6 separate regions of the Mus musculus genome follow, and regions 1, 2, 3, 4 and 5 are each linked to region 6. The links are chromatin contacts, called in public promoter capture Hi-C maps. All regions are on one chromosome and are shown on one strand. The core of a region is the stretch at or near the end of the contact, and the rest is flanking DNA. Distances in the headings are between cores, read along the strand shown.

Region 1 (4,436 bases), core at 1,292-3,791, 2.7 Mb after region 6:
GTCATTCAGCAGCAAAAAGCTTAAGGGGACACTGTGCAGCCATTGAAGGGAGTAGACCTCCAGGTGCTTACAGACACACACACACAGGTCAAGAATAACCAAAGGTAGAAAACAGTGCCGCTGGTGCAGCAGGCCCACTTCGGTCATATCAGGTTAATGTAAAAAAGATGTTTATAGGAGATTGGAGGCTTTAGTTTTTACTCCATGTATCCATGTATTCTGGTAGGTTTTAAAATTTTTTTGTGCATATATTAACAGTTCTGGGTATCAAATCAAAAACAAGGCCTTGGGTACTCTTTACCCACTGAGCTATACCTTCAAACCCTCCATTGTTATTATCAGTTTTTTGTGAGACAGAGCCTCACTTTGTAGCTGGCCTTGAAGTCACAAGAAACCTACTCTTTCAACCAGAATGCTGGGCTTTTAGGTCAGAGCCAACACATCTGCATCTAATGTTATTTTAAATGACTCCAAAATGTATTTGCATAATAATTTTAATTAAGAGAAGGAAAACAGATTGGAAGAACACAACAGTTAACTCCTTTGTTAACTATAGTTCCTATGAGGGGGAAACCACACAACCACTCACCCCAATCCTTAGTTAAAAATTCTACAAGGCTGATTCTACTGTGACAGGAGAGACCTGGAATGCTGCAAGCCTGGAGCTAAATTATCTTAGGCTATCCTTGGCCTCCTTAATAGCCATTCATTGCCCACTTCTATGTATAGCTTAGCATCTATCCTTGTGACTGTCCTTCTGGAATGTATAAACAGAACACTAACTTCCACCAATCCCAAAGACTGAGAATGTCATCAGATGAAATCTAAGGCCAATAGCCAGAGACATTCCATAAACTGAAGTGTCTTATCTCTTTTGTTACCATATAAAACTCATAAGACTGTAACACTTTTATGTTGAATATGGTTTGGGGGCAGTTTGAATCCTGTCCTTGGGTCATGATCATTTACATTTTACTACAGAATAAACTCTATTCTCTTCAAAGTCGTTTTCTTTCATCCACACCTTCAGGGAGAAGGAGAAGGGTGAGCTTGTTACTTTTCATTATTAACTGTTAAAAGACAAAACTGAAAAATATTCTATTTTCGTTAAATTAAGAAACTTTATCGAATCCATGACATTTTTCAAACAAGTGAAATGGACTCCAACTCAGTATACTCTAGCAACGTCTCAGTCACAAGTAAAACGGTAACGCCATTTCCTCGGTATTTTTCCCGTTACGTCCTTTATACCGCAATTAGGAATGCAAAAGAATTCCTCTCTCCTTTATGGAATATTACAACCTTAAATATTACCTTCCAGACAAAAATTCAAAGCCTGGCTAGCCAAGAATTTCAGTAGAGTATCCCAAACTGTCAAGATAACAGTTCCTTTTCTAGTCCTAGTAATATTAGAGCATTATACACTTTGTAACTGTTCAGCTTCCTTAAAAACAAAAAACAACTTACTACGCATAAAGAGAAATATAAATCACTTTTACCCCCTGGGATTGGCGAAAAGCAGTTAATGAGCATGAAGAATAAGACAGTAAGCAGTCCGCATGGTAATTAAGATGAGACCCTCCCAGCTAACACTGACGGGCAAGTAGCGTGCAGCACGTTACATGAAAGGCGGCATGACTCTGCACAATGACAGGCCGGGACATTTTCCGGGGAAGGGCCGTTTGGAACGGAAGAGGCCAAATCGGGAAATAGGTAAACAAAGAAAGGCAAAAGGCCGGGGCCAGGACATTAACCCGAAAACGGAGTCGCCATCGCCTGCTGAACTGGCTGACACTTGGACCCAAACGACCCACGGTCTGGGTTTCTACCCGCTATGTCACCGTCGCGTCACCCACGGCCTCCCTCCCGAAGGAAGGCACTTGCCGCCTGACGCATGCCCCCTAGGTAGCGGCCGCCTCCATTTTGTCCTGAGTCTCCTCCACGCGAGCGGCGCGCTATTTTTAACCTAAATCTGCGGGCCGGAGGGGGAGGGGCGTGGGCCTGGCGGGCGCTGGAAGGCCGCCGCGAGGGACCGAGGCGGGGGTGCGGGAGGTTGTCAAGGTCACCAAAGCTAGGACAAAGGACAAGCTGGGAACGAGGCCCGCGGAAACAGCGCCAGGCGACTTCCGGCAGTGCGGGGGCCGTCAAACCCGGACTCCCGCCCTCTAAGAGGACAAAGCGGCGCGCGACGCGCGGCCCCGGCTCCGCCCTCAGCGCCCAGCACGGGGACGCGCACAACGGTTGAAATGGCGGTTAAGGCGGAGGAGGGGCTGAGGGAAGCGAGTTTCTCGGTGCTCCTTGACTCGGGCCACCCTGCCTGCGAGACAGGAACCGGTGGCGCTTCTCTAGGTTGCCACCACTCGCGTTCCTCATGGTCGGTTGCGGGTTGGAAAACAGTGTGGCCGGTTCCATGGAACAAAGGAGTGTGCCAGGGCGGGCTTCCGGACAGCCCCAGGAACGCTCCCTAAGATGGCCGCCGCCGCGCGGGGATGGGGTGGGCGGAGCCCGTGTTGCTCCCGTCGCGGGCCTGGGCGGGGCGATGGAGAGGACTGGTGCCCATGGCGGCCGCCCCGGAGCCCCACGAGACGGAGAAAAAGGTAATGTTCGCCATGGGGCAAGGGGGGGTGGGGGGAGGTGTGCAGTGCGCAGGCCGCGACCCGGTTTCCTAGACCCATCCCATAGCCGCGAGGTATATCAGCGATCTAGTCCTCATATCCCGGATATATCTAAATTGCCAGTTAAACTAGTGAAGAGCAGGCCTGCAGGGTCAGAAAACGGAGACTAATCCAAAACTAGCATTGGATTTGGTAGAAAGGGCTAATAAAGGGGAAATGAAAACTCTGGAGAGCTGGGCGTGATGGTGCATGCCAGTAATCTCCACTTTGAGGGCTGAGGCAGGGGTGAGTTCTGGGCCAGCAAGTGAATCAGTCCTTTTCCTTGCACAACACAGGAGCGCACACTCACAGGTAAGGTATAGATTTGTTAGTTCAATGTGAGAACTGCAGTTTGACCTCTTATTAAAAAAGACGAAATCTCCACTCTGCATGAAGCCGACATCCTACTGGGGTAACGGGACAGTCGAATTTCATCCATTTAAGCCAGCCGGGATAAAACTGCAGTTTGGCCATGAACTGCTAGGCCTGATAGAATGGCTACAGGAAGGTGTCCCAAGTGGAGACTAATTAAGCCATGGTCAAGTGTCTAAAGATGTCTTTTGTTAAACAACTAAAACACTACCTATCAAATGAAAACTTGCTAGCACAAGTAAGGTCAAATGTAGTGTTTGCTTCATAGCTCATCTAGACTTGCTGAAATTGAACAGTGGGTTTGACAAAAAGACTCTGCTCTGAAAAATAAAGCCATGAAGGCTTGGGATGGGCACACCTTTTAACCAGGCACTTAGGAGGCAGTGAGTTCCAGGATAGCCAGGGCTACAAAGTAAACCTAAAACCTGTCTCAGAAAAGATTTTGGAAGCAAGAGAAACTACTTGAAAATACTTTGATACTTTGGTCGGTTTGCAAAACCGACTAAGACCAAATAAGCAGATGAATAGTCTCACAAACAGGGAGTCGAATAAATGGTATTCAGCTGATAACAGGTCACAAATGTTAAATCCGTAAAAGGAGGGGACACTGCTACTGGAACGTTGCTACTGCCAAATCCCCAGGCCAGTGGAACAGCAAGCCAATTACTGTAAATGTTTTCTCAAGATTCCCGGTGAGATGGAATCTAAGTGTATCTTTGCCTAAACAGTGGCCATGAGCGTGTGGGTACTCAAGTAAAATCAGGAGCATCTAGTTAATATAGTCTTGCAAGGCAACAGAAAAATGGTAGTATTAGGACTTAAGATGTGGAAGCAAGCGCAATCCTCAGAAGGTAAAGGTGCTTATTTACCACCTCTGTTCAAGTCTCTGGAGCTCTTGTGGCAGCCCAAGTCAGACACCCACAGATATAACTTACAGAATTTAAAATCCTTTCAAATTTAAAATCCTTTCAAATGAAAGGATTACAAAGCAGTCCTTTGGGGGGGGAGACTGGTTGAGTACAATACAAAACTGGCTTTTAGGACCACTGATGAGCTTGCCACAGGAAGCTTGAAAGATTTAATGCCAACCAGGTCTCCTTTTGCAATGACACACTTAATGGAAAAGGATGGACAGTCAACTTGAATCCTAGTTTTCTCTTGAACTGGAGTTATGAAACCACCATGTAGGTGATAGGATAAGCAAGGAATCTCTCACAAGAAACCCAATTTTAAGCTATCTGAACTAGGCAAGAATACAGGTGGTAGGTACATAGGTACAACTGGTTTCACTAACGCTACCAGAATGTCTCCATGTTCATCATGTACTGGATGCTAGTTGGCATAGGAGTAATTTCCAGAGATGGTGTGAACTCCCCAGTAGACCTGTAGTTTCTTATTTGAGAGTTTGAT
Region 2 (3,926 bases), core at 1,220-3,719, 2.8 Mb after region 6:
TATAGGTGTGAATGCTAAACCTAGATCAACAGTGTATTAACTACCTAAGGTCCAAGCCTTTTGGTTGTAGTTTCTTTTTATTGGTGCTGGGGATTGGACCTAGGCTTTTATGAATGGTAAGCATGTACCTTTTACAGTTGAGTAAAATCTCCATCATCATGCTGACCTTGAACTCACTGCTGTATGAGGGTGACCTTGAACTCCTGATCCTCCTGCCTCCATCTCCCAACTTCCTCACCTGATTTGATGGTATTGTTTTAAATTTTCAAGAAGAACTCAAAGGAGTACAAACTAATATGATTTAGAATAACTAAAATGAAATACTTTATTAGTTTAGTAGAATGTACAAAATGTTAGGAGGGGAGTTACAGAGAAATTTGCTTAACTTTTAAATGTTAACTAGGTCTATGAACAAATGCTTATGTAAGGATTCCATTTTTTTACCATGTGCTGCCAATACTTTTATTGATACAAAAATATAAAGCAAGAGGAAAATCTGTCTTACAGTAAGTTCATTGAATCTGAGTGGCTTGGAAAAGTCATTGAGAACACTAGCTTGTTTTCATTTTTAAGACCTATATTATTTCAGATTAGATGTCAGTGTGTGCACCTGAAGTTCTAGAAACTCATGAAGGCTGAACAGAAGCATCACTTGAGCCCAGGAATTTAAGACCAGTCTGAGCACCTAAAGAGAATCCTTCCTCATACAAAACACTAAAGCAAAGACACAAACTACAAGCTACAGGTGCGTGCGCACACACGCACACACACACACACATCTCTCACACACAATTCCAGTCAGAATGTCCCAGTGTATAGAACAACGTTACTGGCTGGAAATGTATGTGGTAGAAACAAGTAAATAAAATAAAAGCACTATAAACATTTTGAAAACTTTGCCTATGGGACCATTGAAGAGGAGGTAAAGATAAGGGGCAGGCAATGCTCAGGGTCACCTTCCATCAGGAAGGGACAGTTCTCTTCCTTCCCATACTTGCTACAAAGTCCTTCATCTTCAGGGAGAGTAAGGGGAACACACAGAATGTAAATATTAATATAAAATAAATAAAATATTAATATAAAATAAATAAAATATTAATATAAATTACTCTTCCATATTTTGGGGTGATTAATTTACTGTATGCTTGAGTTCATCTTGGAAGTCTTTCTTTTCTTTCTTTTCCTTTCTTTCTTTCTCTTTCTTTTTGTTTTATTGTTTTGTTTTTGTTTTTGTTTTTGTTTTTTTGAGACAGGGTTTCTCTGTGTAGCCCTGGCTGTCCTGGAACTCACTCTGTAGACCAGGCTGGCCTCGAACTCAGAAATCTGCCTGCCTCTGCCTCCTGAGTGCTGGGGAAATTTGCTTGATATGCACCATTTTCTGATTATTCAAATTGTAGTTAGACACTTCATCAAATCTTTATTGCCTATAGAAAAAAATATTTTAATGAAGAGTACAGTTGGCCTGCTTTGAGGGTTCATTCACTGAGATTACAGAACTTCGATGAATAAAAACTAATAATAAAAAATAAAATACTGAGATGTAAAGTGAATAAATAACTATATTAAAGAAAAATCAAGACAAAACAAAGGCCTCTACATTTAGTTACTTTTACAAAAATATTTAAATAAGTACACATATACCATGAAATTATCATTAAAGATTAAAACTAGATATTAATTTGAGTCACATTGTTAGACATTTCAAAACTGTTGGGTTTTTTTTGTTTGTTTGTTTGTTTGTTTGTTTTGGGGGGGTTTCATTTAAGGGAGAATCTTAGTATTCTGAGCTTATCCATCAAATAACAAAACACGCGATAGCCAAGTTTCTCAGTACTCAAAATTCTCATCGGAAGGTCATGCCAAATTGCACCATCAACATACAAAATGTGTGTATCCCTGAGAACAGACCGTCAATTTATTTGTTGCTATGAGAACACTATTTTGTATCAGAAATTGCAGCCTTGGCGACGCAGTGTTTGCGCCTATTTTGCACATGTTTTTCTACAGCAAGTCCTCTCTCTCTCTCTCTCTCTCTCTCTCTCTCTCTCTCTCTCTCTCTCTCTCTGCGATCCCGGGGAAAGGCTGGGCTTCCTCCTGCACTGGCCCATGTCCGTTTTCGCTCCAGTTCCGTGACTGGCAGAGTGGCTCCGCTCAGGAGAGGGTGACGCCAGAGAGCCACAAGGCCTGGCTCGGGTGGGGTTGGGGTGGGCGGACGCTTTTCGGGGAGGGACCGTGTAAGGGGCCGCCAGGTCTGCGCCCGGTTCTGGGGCGCACCTGAGACGGCCGGGAAAAAAAAAAGCTGAATAAAATAAGTAATTAAAGAAATGAATAAAGAAATAAGCAAGGCACACTACGTCCTTGACAGTCACAATCAGGCCCAGGCGGGTTCCGGAGCCTTGTTAATAAATGACGCCCCTAGGCCCAAAGAACGCGGGCCTCGGTTCTGGTGGGGGCGGGGATCGGGGGGCCACCGTGCATCCAGGGGCTTTCTCCGCCCGCGGGGTCCCGCAGGGTTCGTGCTGGATGTCTCCCGGGCGACCGGCTCCGCACCAAGATGGCGGAGGAAAGGGACGCGGAAGGGACAGGTAGGACCCTGCCTGGGGTGCCACGACGTCGCCTCTGCGCCTGAGGAAGCGCCCCCCGGCCAACATCTTGAGCCCCTCGGCGTGGCGACAGTGGGCTGAAAAGCGGCGCCAGCCCGCGTCCCCACCGTCCGCCCTCCCGTCCCCTCGAGAGGTCTGCGCGGGCTGTTGTAGCCCCCGCCGGGGAGGTTCATAATGGCGTCCTTGTCCCTGGCACCTCCCCTCCCCGTGAGGGCGCCAGCCGCGGTCTGGGTGGGCTGTGGGTAACCCGGAGGGCGGCCTCATGGAGGACTGGAGCTGCGACTAGAACCTGGCGGGATCCTCTGCGGCTGTGCCGAAACCCCGCCCAGCCCGGCCCAACCCGGCCCCAGCCGCCTCCATTTTGCCTCCTCCTCCGCCAGGCGGAGCGCAGCCTCCAGGTCAGACTGGGCCCTAGCGGCCCGGGTCGCGCTAGAGCCTTGCATAAGGAACACGCACTTTAATCACTTTAAAGAAAACCCAGCCGGGACTTGTCGGGCCGCCCAGACCGGCCGGGTACCCGAGAGGCCTCAGGGGACCCGAAAAACTAATGTTTCATGTTGAACTGCAAGACCTTTTGAATTGTTGCTAACCCAGCCGAATGACTTAAAATCGGATCTGTGACTCAACAGCCATTACGTGATAAATTGACAACATCACCGCTAAATAAATAGTCAAGCAAGCCCTAAAATAGTAAATGGCAAACATTGCAAAAAAAGTGAAAGTAACACTCCATCTTTGCTGACTCTCTCCCCTCCCTCTTGTATTCCCCCACCCCCACCCCCACCCTCTGGTTTGGAACACAGTAGTTAGGTTAACAACTAATATTTACACGAGTTGTTTAGTCCATTGTCATGGTGATTACAGGAACCCAGCAGGGAAACTTGAGACCCTAGATTTTTTTTTTTTTTTTTTTTTTGGTTTTGGCTGTCCTGGAACTCACTTTGTAGACCTGGCTGGCCTCGAACTCAGAAATCCGCCTGCTTCTGCCTCCGGAGTGCTGGGATTAAAGGCGTGCGCCACCACTCCTGGCAGCTAGAGATCTTATTGATGACCTGTGATTTATAGATGGTAAAATTAATCTCAGAAGTCGGCATTGTAGTATAGAGTTTTAACTCTACTAAGGTATCAAGATTTTTGTGGTGCTATTTTAGAAATGGAAGGTTTTATTCTACTTTTTTGTTGTTGTTTTTACAAAGAATATGAAGTTAGAGGGCAGGGAGTGTCGGTGAGGTGTTGGGGGAAGGGAAAGAATATGATCAAAATATGTTGTATAAAAAATGTTTTAGGTGAGTCGGGGGTGGTGGTGCACACCTTTAATCCCAG
Region 3 (3,972 bases), core at 1,065-3,564, 3.0 Mb before region 6:
ATGAATGACACTTATCTCATCTCTCAGAAAGTCTAAAGTGTGGCGCTTGCGGCTGGGTGGAGTCCAACAGGGGAGACGTGAAGATAACACCTGAGAAACATGGCCAAGATTCATAGTCCCAGAGTTATTTATTTGATCACTTAATATCCACTCTAAAACCACCAAGACACAGTTTCAGCATTCGTTGGTCTGAGGCTGGGGACGACATAGGGGTTGGAGGTGACAGATGAGCTGAGTCACCTGAGGCTGGTAAGAGGTGGCCAGCCCTGGTGGGGGGAGGAAGGGGGAGGGAGAGAGGGAGATTAAGAGGGAGAGTGGGAGGGGGAGACCAAGAGAGAAACAGATAAGACAGAGAGAGACCTCATCTGTAGCACGATATGCAGGTCTTCTGTACCCTGAGAGAACAAAGGTGGCTCAGGTAGGACGGATGACCCTACATAAGGGGTGATGTCAAGGGGGCACTGCTGGTGTAGGAGTGCAGCGGCCTGAGGCTGCTTGGAGGCCATGTGGCCAGGGACATGGGTCTCCTTCACTGACCAGTTCTCCTCTATCACATGTCAGGGAACAGCACTTAGAATCCCATCATCCTCAGGATGACAAAGGTGTGTGCTGGAGTCCTGGCCTATCCTTCTGTTTCCCAGAACTGTGACCGGAGGCCTTTCTGAACTCTAGACACCTCATCCAAAGAACAGAAGTGGTTTTTTTTTTTTTTTTTTTGTTTTTTTTTTTTTTGTCTTTTCAACCACCCAGATGTATTGGGAGTGCTGTGTACATGCTATGCAGCGGTGATGAGTTCTTATCAGTTATTACCTCATTTTTGTGGGGTCTCGGCCATCCTGCCGGCCACGTTATGGCTTTGGGGAAGGACTACTTTTGTCCAATAGGAGTCAGAGGGACCTGAAGGATGCAGTACTTTAGTTCACTCCCCTTCCTCCCTGGCCGCAGGAGTTGGGGAGGGGGAAAGGCGGGCTGTTGAAGTCCTCATTTTGTTCGCTGGTAGAACTGGAAGACGGCCTTCTCCTGTTCATACGTCTCAATGGATCCTGGTCGCAGGCGCCGGATCTCAGCAATGGCATCTCCTGCGGCCAAAGCCCGCTCCTTCACCAAGTAGCAGGCTAGCATGGTGCCAGTGCGGCCAAAGCCTAGGGCACAGTGCACTCCAACAGCCTGTGAAGTGGAGACTGATGGAGTAGAGTCCAATGCCCTCCCCAATACTCCCCTGTCCTCACCCCACACATCACAGGCTCTCCAAGAAGTGACATCAAAGCTGTGGGAGGACAGGTGACTAGGAGGCCTCTGGAATGGCTGGTTCCAACTTGGGCTCTCAGCCTACATCGCCTGGCCTCTATCCTGTGCTGTCTTGTATAGTACATCCAGCCACTTGTGGTGCTATTTTTCCTGAAATGTGTCAGTCCAAACTGAGCTGAGGTGCAAAATACTTACCAGGCCCTGAAGATGCGGCATGAAAAAGACTGGACATGCCTCATTAATAATTTGTTTCATATTGATTCTATGTTGAAATAATATTTTTGACTTATTGGATTAGTACAAAATTAACTTCACCTGCTTCTTTTTCATCTTTTTCGTTTTTTGTTTTTGTTTTTTTTTTAAAACGTAGCTGCTAGTAAAATTTAAAATTACAAGTGTGTCTCTATGACATTTGGACCTCTAGTAAAAGGGCTTTGAACTGATTCCGTCTGACATAGGCGCTCCCTGGACTCCTGGAAGGATTTCACTTGACAGTACTCTCTCTCCAGCCTACTTGGCACCACCTCTCCTAGCAGCATAGTTGACTTTAGTCAGGGAGTGGGTCCATCTAGCTCCCACCCCACTTAGCCCTGTCACCCCCGCCCCCAACCCCAGGCTCTCCCACTCTTTTCGGACTCCAGCTCCGGCCCCGCCCACTCATTTCCTTCCAGGCCCCGCCCTCTCGCTCTGGCTCACGAGCGTGCTGACCTCTCCCCGGGCATTGGCCTCGTCCACGATCTTCACAAATTGGTCGATCTGTTCCGGGGACGGCGGGCAAAAGTCAGGGATGCGCATTCGGTGCAGCGTGAGGCCGGGACAGCTGTCACTGTGAGGGGGTCCGCGCTCCGTCAGGGACACCAGGTGCCGCACACCCTGGTCCAGCAGGAACTGGTAGTGCGCGGGCAGCCGGGGCAACGCCAGTCCGGCCAGCCGTCCCGGAAGCACCCAGGAGAAGTTGGGGGGTTGCACGCCCATCGTGGGGGGAGTTTACTCAGGGCGAGGCTGGCCTTTCCTACTCTGCCGGGAGATTGGGTCACCCCCCCTCTGGGGCTGGATTCCGTCCCCGCTCAGCACTTGCCCTAGCGGGCCACGTAGTCTCTTGGACCCTCCCCCGTGACGCTCCTCCCCACCCAGGGTTGGCTGAACAGCGGGGGCGGGGCTAAGACGGCTCCAAGGCAGGCAGAGAAACCCTACAGCCCAACGGACGCGAGCAGGGCACTCGTTGATAGGCTGGGTAATCAACAACAAGCGTGATTATTGCAGCGGGGAGTGAAGGCACTAAGGAAGCCTGGAACCAATTAATTGCTCCTGTAGAGAAAACAGCCCAGGGCTGGGCTCTGCTGCTCCCTGGTGGTGCGTTGGAGCTACTGCATCGTGGGCCAGCCGCCTAACGGCCTGGTCTCTTCATAGTTTTTATACAAGGGGTTTAAATAGTGATAGAAAAATCTACTTCTGCCTGGGCGCGGGTGTGAGTAGGTAATCTCTTCAATGACCAAGCAGTCATGGTTGCTGTCTTCTTGAGTTCTTGAAGTAAGAGGGAACTACTATGTCCCAGACAATAGAAAGTTTTATTTTTCTACTGCCGACAGTAGTTAAAGGATGGGGGGTGGGGAAATATGTGGCACTGGAAATGGTACTCAGGGTAATATAGTAACCACTATCAACAACATAAGGGTTAACAACATTTAAGCTTTTGCTTTGTGTTAGGTACTTGTGCAAATACTTTTTATATATGTTAATTAATCGCCATAAGGTAGGTGATCACAGTAACCCCATTTTAGAGATGAGAAAACTGAGGCACCGAGGAAGCTAAGGAAGATACCATTCTCCAGAATCTCTCTCTCTTTTAAAAAAATGTTTATCTTATGTATATGAGTGCCCTGTAGCTGTCTTTAGACACACCAGAAGAGGGCATCGGATCCCATTACAGCTGGTTGTGAGCCAACTTGTAGTTGCTCAAATTTGAACTCAGGACCTCCGGAAGAGCAGTCAGTACTCTTAACTGCTGAGCCATCTCTCCAGCTCCGAAATCTTGTTTTAAAAATTATTATTATTTTTATTTTATGTACATTGGTGTTTTGCTTGCATGTGTATCTGTGTGAAGGTGTCAGGACTCCCGGAGCTGGAGTTACAGACAGCTGTGAGCTGCCGTGTAGGTGCTGGGGATGGAACCTCTGGAAGAGCAGCCAGTGCTCTTAACTGCTGAGCCATTGTTCTGTCCCCCTCTCCAGAATCTTTTAATGGCACACTTTCCTACAGTCATCCAGGAAATGACAGTGTTACACAGCCATCTTCACATTCTTCCAAACATTTTGTGTTTAAAACCCTGGGTATTTTCTTAACCGGGGGCCTAGGGACATACTGACCTAAGCCCACAAGACCTGGGTATGAAGACATCCTACCCTCCCTTGGTTGCTGGTCATTAGGGTGAAAATCTGGGCCTTGGGAGCCATAACAAGCCAAGATGGGCTACTTGTCTCTTCAATGGGCCAATTAAATAAACCTGCTAGTGAAAGCGGGAGGTGGTTTATTCAGTGTGCTACATTAGTGAGAGAAACAAGGAGGTCCAGTCCCTACCACCCAAGTCTATCTTTAGGGTCCTGGTATGAGGATTAGGCTTAGGTAGAAGGTAAGAGTTATGTATAACTGAGTGTTCCTGGTCAAGGTGTGGTTCTCCATGCCCCCCTTCACCCTAGCCTCTGCTTTCGTCTCTCATACAAGGAG
Region 4 (4,387 bases), core at 665-3,164, 2.1 Mb after region 6:
AGAACCACATAGGACTTGCTATGTTTTTAAAAAAAAAAAAAGCACTTGCTCTCTGGTTCATTTGCTTTGAATGTGCCCTGTATTTCTATTTCTGTTTCTAAGGGTCAAGGGGCTAAGGTCATAAACGGCTGATTTGTAGAATGATCAAAGGGGAACCTGGGTACGTGATTAAAATGTTATGCAATTTCTAAGGAAGTAGTTTATGCAATCATAGTAAATAAAAGGCTGGGCTTTGGACTGTAAGACACAGCTCTCTCAAGCAGATTACAGAGCTGTCAGCTTGCATCCATCACTGACTCTCAGTCACTCTTCCACTGCTCCAATTCATCCCCTTCCTCTGGACCCTCTCTCAGGATGAGGCTGGACCTCAGCACTCAAGGAGAGAGGGAGGAGGCTCACAAGGTTTACCGAACTCACAAAGTTCCTGGTGCTCATGAGCCTCCATGCAATCCTTAGAAAAGCTATCAGAGCTATAGAAGGGGTTAATAGCTAACTGGGGTGGACTCACTGGAAGTGTAGCTGTTACTCAGGGAGCTCCCTGTTAGCACAGTCATCTGTGAGTCACCCACACTTCTGTTATTAACCGCAGAGAACTTATGCACACCCAGATGGACTTGGAGGGAGTCCTGTCTCTGGTGTATTGGCACCCTGTATGGGAGAGGGCATAAGTAGATAAATGCTTCCCCCAAGGAAAGTCAGGCAGACTCCCCCCGAAGCCTTTATCAGTATCAGTCTTGCCTTTATCAGGACCAGTTGTATTTCCAACTGTAACTTCCAGAACTGTGAAATGACAACTTTCCCTTAGGTAAGTCCTCAGATAAGGTACTTTGGTACATTAAGTTAGGAAATTAATCTGCTGGCACATGGCTTGACCTTTTCCATCTCTGTGTTCTGACAGTTCTATATTTCAAATGCCTATTTAACTGCTTGGATTATCTGAAGTCAGAACAAAGTTACTCAGTGCTGGAAAGGCACTGTGTGGCTCTGGTTCAACAGAGAAAGAGAGAAAGACAGACAGAAAGAGAGAGAGGGGGGGGGGAAGGAAGGAAGGAAGGAAGGAAGGAAGGAAGGAAGGAAGGAAATGGAAAGAAAGGAAGAAAGAAGGAGGGAGGAAGAAAACATGTGGTAATGTGGCACTTGGGAAGCAGAGGCAGGTGAATCACCATGAGTTCAGGGTGTAATGAGTTCCAGATCACCTCAGTGAAACAAAGTGAAAAATCCAACCTCCCCATCCTCATTCCTTCCTATATTTGCCCTTGATAGACAGCTCTTAACACAATTTTCAGCTACGATTAGTCCTGTCTACTCACTAGAGTATATTGTATTTCTTATACTTAAAATAAATTTATATTATATAGATTATAAATCACAACCCAATTTTTGAAGTCAATGGATGCCAGAAATATAGGTGCCCAAAGCTAGAAACAGGCATAATATTCCCCTAAAAGTGGAGCTACAGGAGGTTTTGAGCCACTTGGCATGGGTGCTGGGAACTGAGCTATGGTCCCCTGGAAGAGCATCAAGCACTTGGTGATAAACATGGTTAATCACTGAGCTGTCTCTAGCCCCAACACAGGCTTCCCTTTTTTTGCACAAAGTTGTTTCCAGTTCAAACACTCAGGTACCTACCAACTTCCTTAGGGCATCTACCGCCAGTTTTGCTCATTATAGTGTAAACTTCTCCATCCAGTTTCCATTCTGCCATGTTTTATGAAAACGCAATGCATGATTTCCAACTGAGCATGCTTGGGAATGTGTCTGCTTCTACGTGTGATGGTAAGTGTGATGACAAGCCTTTCTTACATGAGTCTGTGGGAGTTTCTCTAGTAAAAGCTCCTCGATTCCCTTTGCCTAGGGAAACACTGTACAGGGAATAATCTTTCTCCATCTACTCTTTGATTTGGTTGTGTACTTTGTGCTCATCAAAAAAAAAGAAAAAAAAACACTATTGCATTTGGTTTTGTAAACAAGCTCCATGACGCACTACTCTGTGTTGTCTTTTTGATTACTCTCAGGACTTCAAATGAAAATCTAAGCTTCCTGTAAGCCTTCAAGGAGCCCCATCAGCACAGGCAGACGCCCTGAATGATGCTTGGCTATGTGGCAGACAAAGTCTTCTGTGACTGTAGCTGTTTATTTCTCTTTGTTCAATGTGTTCATCTTTCATTTCTTTTTCTTATCTGATTGCATTGGCTAGGACATTCAGTAATGTTCAGTAAAAGTATTCTTGATTTTAGATAAATGTCAGGGCTGGGGATATAGCTTGGTAGCAGAGGCATGCTTGGTATGTGTAAGACAGATCAGTTTCCTAGCACTACAGGCGTGTGGTCTACAACCGCCTTATGGTTGTTTGAAAACATACACATTCATAGGAGAAGAAAGCCCGTTCTTTTTTTTTTTCTTCTTTCCTCTTCAAACTTTTCAATTTTATTTTTGTAATTTCACTTTTGAGAAAGAACCTGGCTATGCTGCCCAGGCATACCTCCACCTCCTGGGCTCAAGTGATGCTCAAGAGAGATCTCTCTCCCCTTCCTGGTCAATTCCTGAGCCCACAGCAGGGAAGCTGTTGAACCACACACTGAACTCTCTACTTTATTTACCGAAGCAACTAAAAGCTGCCTAACACACCCAGAACCTGGATTGTCTTGCTAGTTGTATTGTTTGCTCTTAACACACCTAGAACCTCAACTATCTTGCTAGATGCATCATTTGCTCCTGGATTTATCCTATCTTTGTTAAGCATGGTGTTCTGTCTGTTTATAGTAATTTGTTTTGAGCTTCTGAGTCCTTGCTGATGGTTATGACTAACTGTTTATCAACTGCCAAGAGATGGATATTGAAACCTCCAGCAACAATTTCAACATTACTTCAGTGTCTATTTCAAATAGATAATTTTTGCTTCCTCTTTGAAATGCTCTTACTCAAAGCACACACAAATACATCTTTCCCGATTTATTAACCCTCTTATCATTATTATTGATAACACATACAGTTTTTTAACCTATTTTATCTGATATTTATATGGCTATTTTAACCTCCTTATGCTAACTGTTGGTGTGCTATATATGTTTATAGGCTCTTGCACTTCTCTTTGTGTATTTATATTTTAGGGAAGTCTGTAAAGAGTTCAGAGTTGTGAAACAGATACTTTGTCTTTGTTTCTTGGCTCTTGTGATACTTAATCTTCATTATTAACTTGACAAGATTTGGAATCATCATAGAACGAAACTCTGTGCAGGTCTGGGACTCCACCCTCAGTGTAGGAGGTACTGTCACATGAACTGGGTGTGGGACATTCCTTTCTCTCAGTTCTTGACCCTGGATGCAATGTGACTAGGTGTCTCTCATACCGGCCACCACCCCTTCCCCACCAAGATAAACTGTAGCCCCAAACTGTGATCAGAACAAAACTTTTCTTCCTTATTTCTGGGTGTGTCAGGTATTTCATCATAACAAGAAAAGTAATGCAGTCCACGATGCCTAAAACCCTTGAAATCTCTAATCGGTGTCTCTGTGTGCTAGCGAGTTAACTGATAGCCAGGAACTCTTAGGAATAGATGGGAGCTGGTTGTCAGGGGGATCAACTGTGATTGCAGCCCTGGTTTCAGACTCACATTTTCCCATTATATAACTTGTCAGGTAAGGAGAAAGGTTCAGGCTAGAATCACCAAAAGTCAATGATATAATCACCTGTGCCTTTGTAGTAAAACTTCCATACATACTGAAAAGTATCAGGTATGGAGAGGGTCTACATAGCTGGATACATAGGTACTCAGAGGGTGGGCCGTTGGAAGGAGATGGAAGTTCTGCATGGCTTCCCACATGCCCTCTGTATATTTATCTGTACATTTTATAAAATCCTTTGTAATAAGTTAATGCAGGTACACGTGGTTTCCCAAGTACTGTGAGCTGAGCTAGCAAATTAATGAAACTCAAAGAGGGATTGGTAAACCCCAATTTGCAGCTAGCTGATCAGAAATGTAGGTGATATCAATCAACCCAAAGTCAGAAACTGCCGAAGTAAAAAGACTTTACTAGTGATGGTGGGTCTTAGAAACTGCAACTTATGAGACTCAGGATCATGGAATGCTCCAAAGAGCCATTTCCCCAAAGTAGGCAGGAAGAGTGGGAGCTTATAGTGTCTGTTGAATGTTGAGAAGGACCAGGCCATGTGAATATCAGAAGAGGAAAAAATAATATCTACACCAGATGGATGTGTCCATAAAAGAGGGATCTCAGGATACTGTTACGTGCATCCTAACCTAGACATGTCAACCATGCAGATCCCAGTCGCCTGCAATCAAAAGCTAGAGGTAATACACGTTCTCATTCCTAAGCAACAACTGGAATCTTGCATAAAATGGGGCCTAATAGCTTCCAGGCCCCA
Region 5 (3,859 bases), core at 186-2,685, 2.2 Mb after region 6:
TGAGAGCACCATTAAATATGCATGTTGCCAGACAAGCTGCTGGAAGAGAAAGAACCTGTGAAAGAACCCTGTGAATTGAAGAATGGTGGTAAAGCGGCAGTTGGAGCAATAGGGCTCCACACACAGTAAAAAGATGACCCAAGTCAAAGCACCTGGCCTTTTACAGGCCGGTTTCTTCATACGTTTCAATTTTAGGTAAAAAAGCTTTCCACGATTAGCCTAGACCACAAGGCACCCCCACACAAAACCATGTACCTTCAGGGAGAAAAAAATTCTTACAATCTAAATACGCCACCATTAACTTCCAACACTGCACCTTGTTTTGAATGTGGGAACTGCTCATTTATTTTGAATTCTGAAACGGGGATGATAGTTTTCTGAGAGCCTTTTTCAAAGGCCTACCCTCTAGGCTGCTTCAAAGCAAATGACTAATAAGAAAAAAAAAAAAAAAAAAAAAAAAAACTAACACTAAAACCCACGTGTCTCCGGGTAGGAAACACTGGATTTCCTGAAAGTCAACTTTTTATATTACCGAAGCATTGTAAACATTTCTAAATTATCCGACTTGAAATCTCCGTATTTAGTTGCCTCACACTCACTTTTCAACTTACTGGGGATTCCTTAAGGACCGGTGAGTAATAAAAACAGATCTCCCCTTAATAGTAGTCTATGAAATACGAGTTAAAAACAAAAAACAAACAAAAGCACCGGAGGGCCCCAAACAGTCTCATCGCCCCGTAGCGGATTCTGCTATCAACAAAGTGGACCGATGGAGGCGAGGTTCTGCGTGCCTAAGCCTGTAGGTAATGCAGTGCTGAATCTCGATTTCAGGGAAATTGGGGAAAAGGACCCTTCCTAGTCCGCGCCGGCGGGTGGGCCTGGCCGGGTCTAGCCAGAGTCCCGAGCAGGCCTCGGGCGGAAGCTCCCTCAACTCTGCCCGCGGCGCACCGCCAGCCCAGTCCCCAGACCCCGAAATGCAGCTCCAACATCGCGCATCTTCCAGGTTCCTCCAGAGTCACCCGGAGCGTCACCGGAGACTCCAGGGCAGGGGTTCCCCGCAGCTCCCAGCCCGAGGGACGCACCTCAAGGTGACACCTCACCGCGCCGGCCGTCCCAGAAAGGGCCCGGCTTCCCTCACCTGGCAGCGGCACACGATGTCGGCGTCCTGCGCCAGTAGATCCACCACCTTCCCTTTGCCCTCGTCGCCCCACTGCGCTCCCAGCACCACAGTCACCCGGTTCCCTCCGGACCGCGCCCTGGGGCGGCCACAGTCGCCGTTGGGCAGGGAGGTGGCCGCCGGGCTGCTCTCGGAGATCGACATGGCTCCCGGCAGGGCAGAAGAGCCTTAAGGAGACGGGGCAGGAGAACGGAACGTGAACCCAACTGCTGCGCCGCCACCAGCCACATGCGGAGGAAGAAGGAGCCAGAGGCCGGCCCCGCCCCCGCCCCGAGGGCCGCCACCCTCTCTCCAGGCCCCGCCCCGCGCTCCGCCGCCCGCCCGCTCAGGGCGGGACCACACTTGGCGCAGGCCGAAGCCTCTGCGCGGCCCGCAGGCGCCACGGCCTCAACTGCCGCCACCCCAGGGCGGAGGCCACACCCCATCCCCGGCTTGGCGCGCTGCTCCGGGGAGAACCGCGCGAGAGCGGAGGCCAGGGGGCGGGGCTAACGGAGAGTTCCGCCCTCTGTGCCCGCCCACCAGCCTCTGGCCTTTCAAACTCGCGGTAGGGAAGGGGGTGAAAGAGTGTGGAACTACAATTCCCAGCATGCAATGCTCTGTGAGATGGCCAAGGCATGGCACCACAGTGTCAGGGTTGGCTGGTTTCGGTCTCTAAAAGCCAATTTGGTTTTCTGTGTCTAAACACTTGGGTATCTTAAAGAATGAAATACCCTTACAAAATGTAAACTGGGATTTAAAAATATGTGGAGGCTGGAGTGGAGCCGAATAAATTTAGAACTGAAAAGGGACTAAAAGTGCAAACTAAAAGCAGTAAAAATGAAATCTAGAGATAGCATCCTAACTCTTCCCATTTTTACAGTATCTGGGGCACAAAGATGAGTCAATTGCCTATGTCATATCCGAATGTACCTGGGTTATTTGATCCCCACAACCTTAAAGTTTACAATATTTTGTAAAATACGTTCGTTCTACAAAACAATTTCTCTTCTCCCATTTTTTCTCTGTTGAAGTGTTGGAGATCAAATTCAGAACCTTGTAATTTGATGCGAATACTGTACCACTGAGTTATTCGCCCCCCAGACCTTCGAACTCTTAAATAGCTTATCAGTTCCTCTCATGGGCGTTAAAATGGTACTTTGGACAGTTTGCAGATTGAGTAAGCCTAGGTGCTTCTCAGTGTTTTAATTGTAACTGATTACAGAGTGTGCCTATTGTCTATCTAATGTGGGTTTATCTATGTATTTATTTACTTATTTATATTATTTGTGTGTGAGAGGTCACATACCATGTTGTGTGTCTGTCTGTCTGTCTGAAGGCCAGCAGAGGGCCTCAGATCCCTGGGAGTCAGAGCAACAGGTGGTCGTGAGACATCTGAAAATACAGCTGTTCTCAACCTATGAGTTGAGACCCCCTTAGGGAGTCAATCAACCCTTTCACAGGGACTGCATATCAGATGTCATATCTGTTAGGTATTTACATTATGATTCACAACAATAGCAAAATTACAGTTATAAAATAGCAGTGAAGTAATTGTATAGTTGGGGGATGGGGCAACCACAACCTGAGGAACTGTATTAAAGGGTCACAGCATTAGGAAAGTTGAGAACCACTGAGACAACAGGTGCTAAAGAGGGAATCCAGATGCTCTGGAAGAGCAGCACGTGCTCCTAACTACTGAGCTGCCTCTCCAGCCCTGATCTAATGTTCTCACTGCAACCCAAACTGTGACATTAAATTTTGGTAAAGGAAATAATTGCTTTGAAAAAAGACTAATAATAAAGAATGTAGCTCATTGCTTGCTAGCACATGTAAGACCTAGGATTTAATACTCACCATTACAAACAAATCCATATGGCATAGAATCATATCCTGTGTGCTGTCTCCCAGTGTCCTGATCACCGAGCATCTATAAAGTCCAGTTTTACATTGCATAGTTCTCCTACTCATATACTAATCAGACCAGTCTCTGCTTGAATTCTATGGTGGGCAGGGTTTCAGGTGTGATTATAATAGGAGTACTTACTGTACCAGTACTGGTCTTATCATTAAGTACGGAGAATCTATGCTATACTAAGACCTCTGAGCACAGGTAACACAGTGAATCAAGATCACCAGTTGGGACATGAACGGTGATCTACTACTTCTGTTCTCCTGGTCCTGACTTCTCCCCCCCCCCCCCTTGGTAGCCATTTTAAAAGTCTCTCCACTTTGGTTAAACCATGCCAACTGCCTTGAAACCACAGGAGTCAGCAATAGAGAACTGAGGTCATTTGTTTTTCTGGATTCTTGCCACAAGTCTCTAGAGCCTGATAGTGCCTGGCCATCCAGAGTACTTCTTAATCATCCCACATGCTTGACTACTCATTTGGGAGTCCTTGCTAAGGCCAATTTGAGGGCCAAAAGAGGAAACCTATCAACATTCCCCTTGTTGTGACCATAAAAAAGAGAAAGAGCTATAAGAATATGTTCTGGCAGGGTGTGGAGGAAGGGGGTTATTCAGTGGGCCCAGGTGGAGGCATCCCTTCCCCCTGAGGAACCAGACACACACCACTATAGTATAGAATAGAGTTTATTCAGGGCATGGGGGGGGGGGTTTTAAGAGGGTAGTAGAGGCAGAGAGAGGCAGAGAGAAGGAGAGAGTAGAGACGTAGTGGCCGGTCATAGCCACGTGGAGAGAGGAGG
Region 6 (4,520 bases), core at 1,922-4,421:
CACTAAATATCAATATTTCTTCTAAGTAAGTTACCATAGTGTGTAGAATAAAAAAGTTACTTGACATGATTCCTTTTAGTCATGTGCTTCAGCTTTAAATCTTAAAGGAAATATACTTCCCAATGGAATTTAATTCCTTGGAGAGGAACCTTAATGGCTGAGCTCTTGCCCAGCACACTGGAAACTGTGGGTCCACGCCACAGCACCACTAACCTAGAACAGAAGAGATGGAGGTGAATCTAGGACTTTCATACCCACATTTTATAATTAAGCTGCAGAAAGGTAAACGGTAGCTAAAATCACAACCTTGGCAGACACGTCAAAAGCATCCTGTCTATCTTTAAAAGCATATCCAGCGTAAAACAAAAGCAAATACTATACCATCTCAGCGTATAACAAACTCTTCCAAAATTCTATTTCCTACCTTTAACCTCAGGTGTTATGACTAATACTGTCACCTGAACAGGATTGATCACCAAGTAAACAAGCCTCTGGGCCTGCCCAGGATGGCTCATCTAGATCAGAATAAAGAAGACATCTAAGCTGTGTGGACCACCACTGTGTAAGTGGCAGCATCCTATGTGTGCTGCAGTGGATATCCACTGCCAAGTGCTCAGTCCTGAAATCATACGTACATGAGCAACACTCCACTGTGTCACTTGTACAGACAGGCATTTATATACTGTGGTCCTTTGAACAAGATGTCTCCCATAGTCTCAGGCATATGGATGCTTGGTACCCAGATAATGGTCCTGTTTAGGAAGGCTGAGGAAGTGTGGCCCTGCTGACAAAGTATGTCACTGGAGAGCCTAAAGGCTATTAACATTTTGAGTTTGCTCTCTCTGCTTCTAAATTAAGCCCTTCCTTCTATAAGTTGCCTTGGTCATGGTGTTTTATCACAACAGAAAATTAACTAACACACACTCATATGCACACACACTAACCATTAAGAAAAAGACATGATTTTGACATAGAGCAAGGGGATTGGTACATGGGAGGAAGGCAAGGGAAGGGGAAATTATAGCTATATTTTTAATTTAAAAACTAAAAAAAAAATTTTTTTAAGTTATAAAGCAATCTGAGTGTCAGTGATGCTCTCTCTGCTTCCTGACTGTGTACCCAGTGTGTTCACACTCAGTGTGTCCAGTTACCTCAAGCTCCTGCTGTCATGCCGGCCCTGCCATGTAGTACTGCACCCGGGAATTGTGAATCAAACCTTCCTTCCCTACGTTGTAGAGCAGAGACTCTGACCCTCAGAACCATCTCGACAGCCCTTTGTGTAATCTTTGCCAACAGCCTCTGCATTCTAAGCATAAATGAACCATCATATTTACATGGCCCCAAGCAGAGAAGTCGTCAACAATGCGTCATACCTCCACATGACGCACTTCAGGTGAACTCTTAAGTGTCCTTTTAAATAACAGGGCTTCCAGGGTCATGTGAATTTCTCAATACTAGAGAACAACTTTTAACAAAATCAGCAGGCTTGCTGGAAATTACAAGGGGGCTAAAGGGCAAGAAATGTCCTTGGAACCATGGAAAAAGAAAAGTATACTGATCCTATTTTCTGACACTATAACCCTAAGCAAGAAACTGCTATTTTCATATTTGCCATGATAGATTCATTCCATTTTCCTGTTCCCCTAAACAAGCTTTAAAACAAAAAGAAACCCAGTCTTTTTAAAAGAGATTTTAGAATGCATTAAAATCACCAGAGCAAAGTTCCAGGAACTTTAAGCAACCTGGACTTCATAGCTTCTTTCCAAGATTTATGTTAGTGTGTGTCTGTGTGTGCATGGGTGCATATGTGTGTGTGTGTATGTATGTTTGCACACACGCATATGTCGAGGTTATTAAGAGTGTGTTACAGGTCCCCTAAAGCTGATGTTACAGGTGGGTGTGAACCACCTGATGGATTCTTCACTGGTGTCATCTCCCAAGCCCCAAGACGGTACAGAGTTGTCATTCAAGCGTCTAGAAGTTGAGAGAACGTCTTGGCCCTTTTAAGGACACTAAAGGAGGTCTAATTAAGAAGCACAGTGTTTTCCCCAAGTTCTATCTTGCTGAGCCTCTGTAATTATCTCAGCTTTACATGTAGAAACTGGACAAAGCCTGAACGCAGCAGTAGGACTTGAAATCACACCCCACACTACAGAAGACATGCTACACTTCGGAGTGGTCTTCCTAACTATTCATTTCTCAAACTTTTCCTAACAGTACATACACACTCGCATTTTTCGTTTTCTAAAGAACTCTAAACAGTACAGGGGCTTAACGAAGCATGCCATACCTTGGACCTGGCCCCTTAAGTTCCTTTAGCTGTCTTTCTGAATACAAAATCTTGGTTAGGGCAATTGTTCGGTCCTATCCAATCTGCTCAGGCATGCTTCCGAGTACTTATGTTCCTAGGTCCACATTTATGGATTTCGGAGTTTTACACCCAGTTGTGAGAGAGAACACATGTAACCTCACAAGCTAAATAGTCAAGTTAGTAAGAAGCAAAGCCTTTCCGTTCAGAAGACACACTGGCTTCATCCACTTCGAGGGCCTGAAAGCAGGAAAGAGCACCCTGGTGGACCAAGAAGCCAGACCCTAGCCTAGGGGAGCATCCTGTCTGTGTCCAGCCAGCAGGGCTTGCGATCTGGACAAGGAAGGGGCTTCCCCTTTCCTCGGGCTACTCCTGCACCCCGGCATCCCCCACCCTCTGCCTCCGTGCACGCTCTTTCCCAGAGAAGGTGTCCTGGACCGAAGGCCTCTGCAAGCTCAGGCATTGGGCAGGTCTGCCCTGACACTCAGGCTCCCCAGCAGGAAGGAGCGCGTCCCTCAGCGCTGCCCGCAGCCCCAACACACTCGGCTGGAGGCCGCGTCCGGGGCGGATGGTGAGCGTGCTGGCCGGCGCCGAGCCCAGGCGCGGCCCGCGGGGACACCCGGGACACTCTGACGTGAAGGTCACCCCGGGGAGGCCGGGTCCCGAGATGCCCGCTCACCATTCGCGCGACGTTCGGAGCACACCGCGGGAGGGTGGTCGCTTCCCCAGACACTGCAGCACCGGCGGACGGAACCCGCAGGAGGCGACGCGAGCGCGCGAGGAGACGGAGTGCGCGGTACATGGTGCTGCTGTACGGGGGTGGAAAGCTGAGCCTGAGCCACGCCCCCTAATACGTCAGATTCCGGCCACGCTCGTAACCAATCAAACGCCTCTTCCTGAGCATGTAGGACGGGACTAACCATGACTGGCCAATAATAACTAATGGGGCGGGTTGCCTTCCCTGGGCCTGTAGTATGGCTGTTTGAAGTCCTCGGGTTCACGGGAAACTAGTGCGGAAGGAATCATGGGAAAAGACAAGAGGCGGGAGGTCAGATCTTCCGACAATACTTCAAATGTGGCTGCTAGGAGGCAGGAAACTGGCTGAAGATGCCTGTAGTACTAGGTCCGTGAGACAGCCTAGAAAGAACATGTTATCAAGTTAATATTTATCCTGCAACCACCCATGACGTGCAGCTGTATGAATCCGTGTCTCAAATACTTATCTTCCTAGAAAGTGCCTCAAATTTTAAACAAGGAAGTAGTAATCAATTATCCCACAATGCTCCTAGTTGTCATTTTGGAGTCAATTTTCCTGTCATTTTTTTAAAAGATTTATTTTATGTCTATGAGTACATTGTAGCAGACTTCAGACTCACCAGAAGAGGGCATCAGATCCCTCTTATTGTGATGGTTGTGAGCCACCCTGTGGTTGCTGAGAATTGAACTCAGGACACCTGGGAGAGCAGTCACTGCTCTTTACCACTGGGTCATCTCTCCAGCCTTTTCCTCTGTCTTTTAACATGTCCTCTGATAACATTTATAATGTGTCCACATTCCTTGGGATTTTTCATCTCTGATTTTCTTTGTGGTTACAGGCTAGGGAAAACATTGCTTAAATGATGCCAATGGAAAAAGAGTAACTGATAAAAAAAATTGTGTCTCTTCTTTTAATTTTCTAATGCAGAATCAGAAGACAGTTAAAGAGGAAGTTCTTCAGGAAATGAGAGGCTTCAATTTATAGCCTCAGCACTCTAGATGCCACGGTAGGGAGGAGTTGAATTCAAGAATAACCTTGGCTTCATAGTGAGCCTGACACAAATGCACTGTTGACCTGCAATCTTCACACTTGAGAAGTGCAGGTAGGAAGAATAGTAGTTCAAGGCCATCCTTGGCTACACAGGGAGTCTGAAGCCAGTGTGGGATACAGGCCACCCTGTCTCAAAATAACACAAATGAAATAAAATAAGTAAGAATAAGACTAATAGCTGAGCTAAATCAATTAAACCAGTACCGGTGGGTTTTCAGACCTCAGTATCTAGTTCTTCCCTCTCTCAACTAATGGCTGAGAAATTTTTAGAGTAGTTGGTGAAAGGTAGAACCAAATTTTCTTTAAAAGTTAGGTTAAGGGGAAAAAGACAAAGCAGTAAGATAAAGTACAATCATATAAAGCAGTGTATCTTCTGCCCGAAATGTTACACTTTTGCCATTAAAG

The links. Promoter capture Hi-C pulls out the DNA fragments that hold promoters and counts their contacts. Capture Hi-C pulls out chosen DNA fragments and counts their contacts.
Region 1: a promoter capture Hi-C map of liver shows a contact between it and region 6, with 3 times the contacts expected there. The contact joins the promoter of Cox20 here to the promoter of Fh1 in region 6. A contact is called at or near these places in 3 of 39 promoter capture datasets (the C10 cell line, liver and pre-B cells).
Region 2: a contact with region 6 is called in a promoter capture Hi-C map of pre-B cells, with 5 times the contacts expected there. The contact joins the promoter of Efcab2 here to the promoter of Fh1 in region 6. A contact is called at or near these places in 3 of 39 promoter capture datasets (liver and pre-B cells).
Region 3: a promoter capture Hi-C map of liver shows a contact between it and region 6, with 2.6 times the contacts expected there. The contact joins the promoter of Dusp23 here to the promoter of Fh1 in region 6. A contact is called at or near these places in 4 of 39 promoter capture datasets (hippocampal neurons, maxillary cranial neural crest, pre-B cells and 1 more) and 1 of 9 other capture datasets (liver).
Region 4: a contact with region 6 is called in a promoter capture Hi-C map of liver, with 2.2 times the contacts expected there. The contact joins the enhancer-like site here to the promoter of Fh1 in region 6. A contact is called at or near these places in 5 of 39 promoter capture datasets (the C10 cell line, embryonic stem cells, hippocampal neurons and 2 more), 1 of 115 datasets of contacts at active chromatin or transcription factors (astrocytes) and 1 of 9 other capture datasets (embryonic stem cells).
Region 5: a contact with region 6 is called in a promoter capture Hi-C map of pre-B cells, with 7 times the contacts expected there. The contact joins the promoter of Adss here to the promoter of Fh1 in region 6. A contact is called at or near these places in 4 of 39 promoter capture datasets (the C10 cell line, hippocampal neurons, liver and 1 more), 6 of 484 Hi-C or Micro-C datasets (B cells, CD4 T cells, CD8 T cells and 3 more), 3 of 115 datasets of contacts at active chromatin or transcription factors (astrocytes, large pre-B cells and thymic regulatory T cells) and 2 of 9 other capture datasets (adipose tissue and liver).

Annotation. Positions count from the first base shown.
Region 1 is chr1:178,316,612-178,321,047 of GRCm38.p6, forward strand. Cox20 (cytochrome c oxidase assembly protein 20) reads left to right here and starts at 2,542. Exons shown (of 4, transcript NM_025511.2): 1 at 2,542-2,597. The coding sequence starts at 2,559.
Region 2 is chr1:178,403,549-178,407,474 of GRCm38.p6, forward strand. It overlaps Efcab2 (EF-hand calcium binding domain 2), which reads left to right and starts at 2,470. Exons shown (of 7, transcript NM_026626.3): 1 at 2,470-2,585. The coding sequence starts at 2,555.
Region 3 is chr1:172,630,660-172,634,631 of GRCm38.p6, forward strand. Dusp23 (dual specificity phosphatase 23) reads right to left here and starts at 2,315. Exons shown (of 2, transcript NM_026725.2): 1 at 1,957-2,315; 2 at 110-1,167. The coding sequence starts at 2,223. The coding sequence ends at 982. Gm35601 (a long non-coding RNA gene) reads left to right here and starts at 2,321. Exons shown (of 5, transcript XR_001779542.2): 1 at 2,321-2,482.
Region 4 is chr1:177,711,002-177,715,388 of GRCm38.p6, forward strand. All of the region lies in intron 3 of Gm30115 (a long non-coding RNA gene), which reads right to left. Among named protein-coding and RNA genes, the nearest start is that of 1700016C15Rik, 17 kb to the right of the region's middle. Within about 2 kb of position 1,915, at least 106 of the 459 cell types and tissues checked have an H3K27ac peak or open chromatin away from gene starts, as enhancers often do. A contact at or near this core is called in liver, where this site is marked.
Region 5 is chr1:177,795,074-177,798,932 of GRCm38.p6, forward strand. Adss (adenylosuccinate synthetase, non muscle) reads right to left here and starts at 1,436. Exons shown (of 13, transcript NM_007422.3): 1 at 1,139-1,436. The coding sequence starts at 1,321.
Region 6 is chr1:175,622,464-175,626,983 of GRCm38.p6, forward strand. It overlaps Fh1 (fumarate hydratase 1), which reads right to left and starts at 3,172. Exons shown (of 10, transcript NM_010209.2): 1 at 2,988-3,172. The coding sequence starts at 3,110.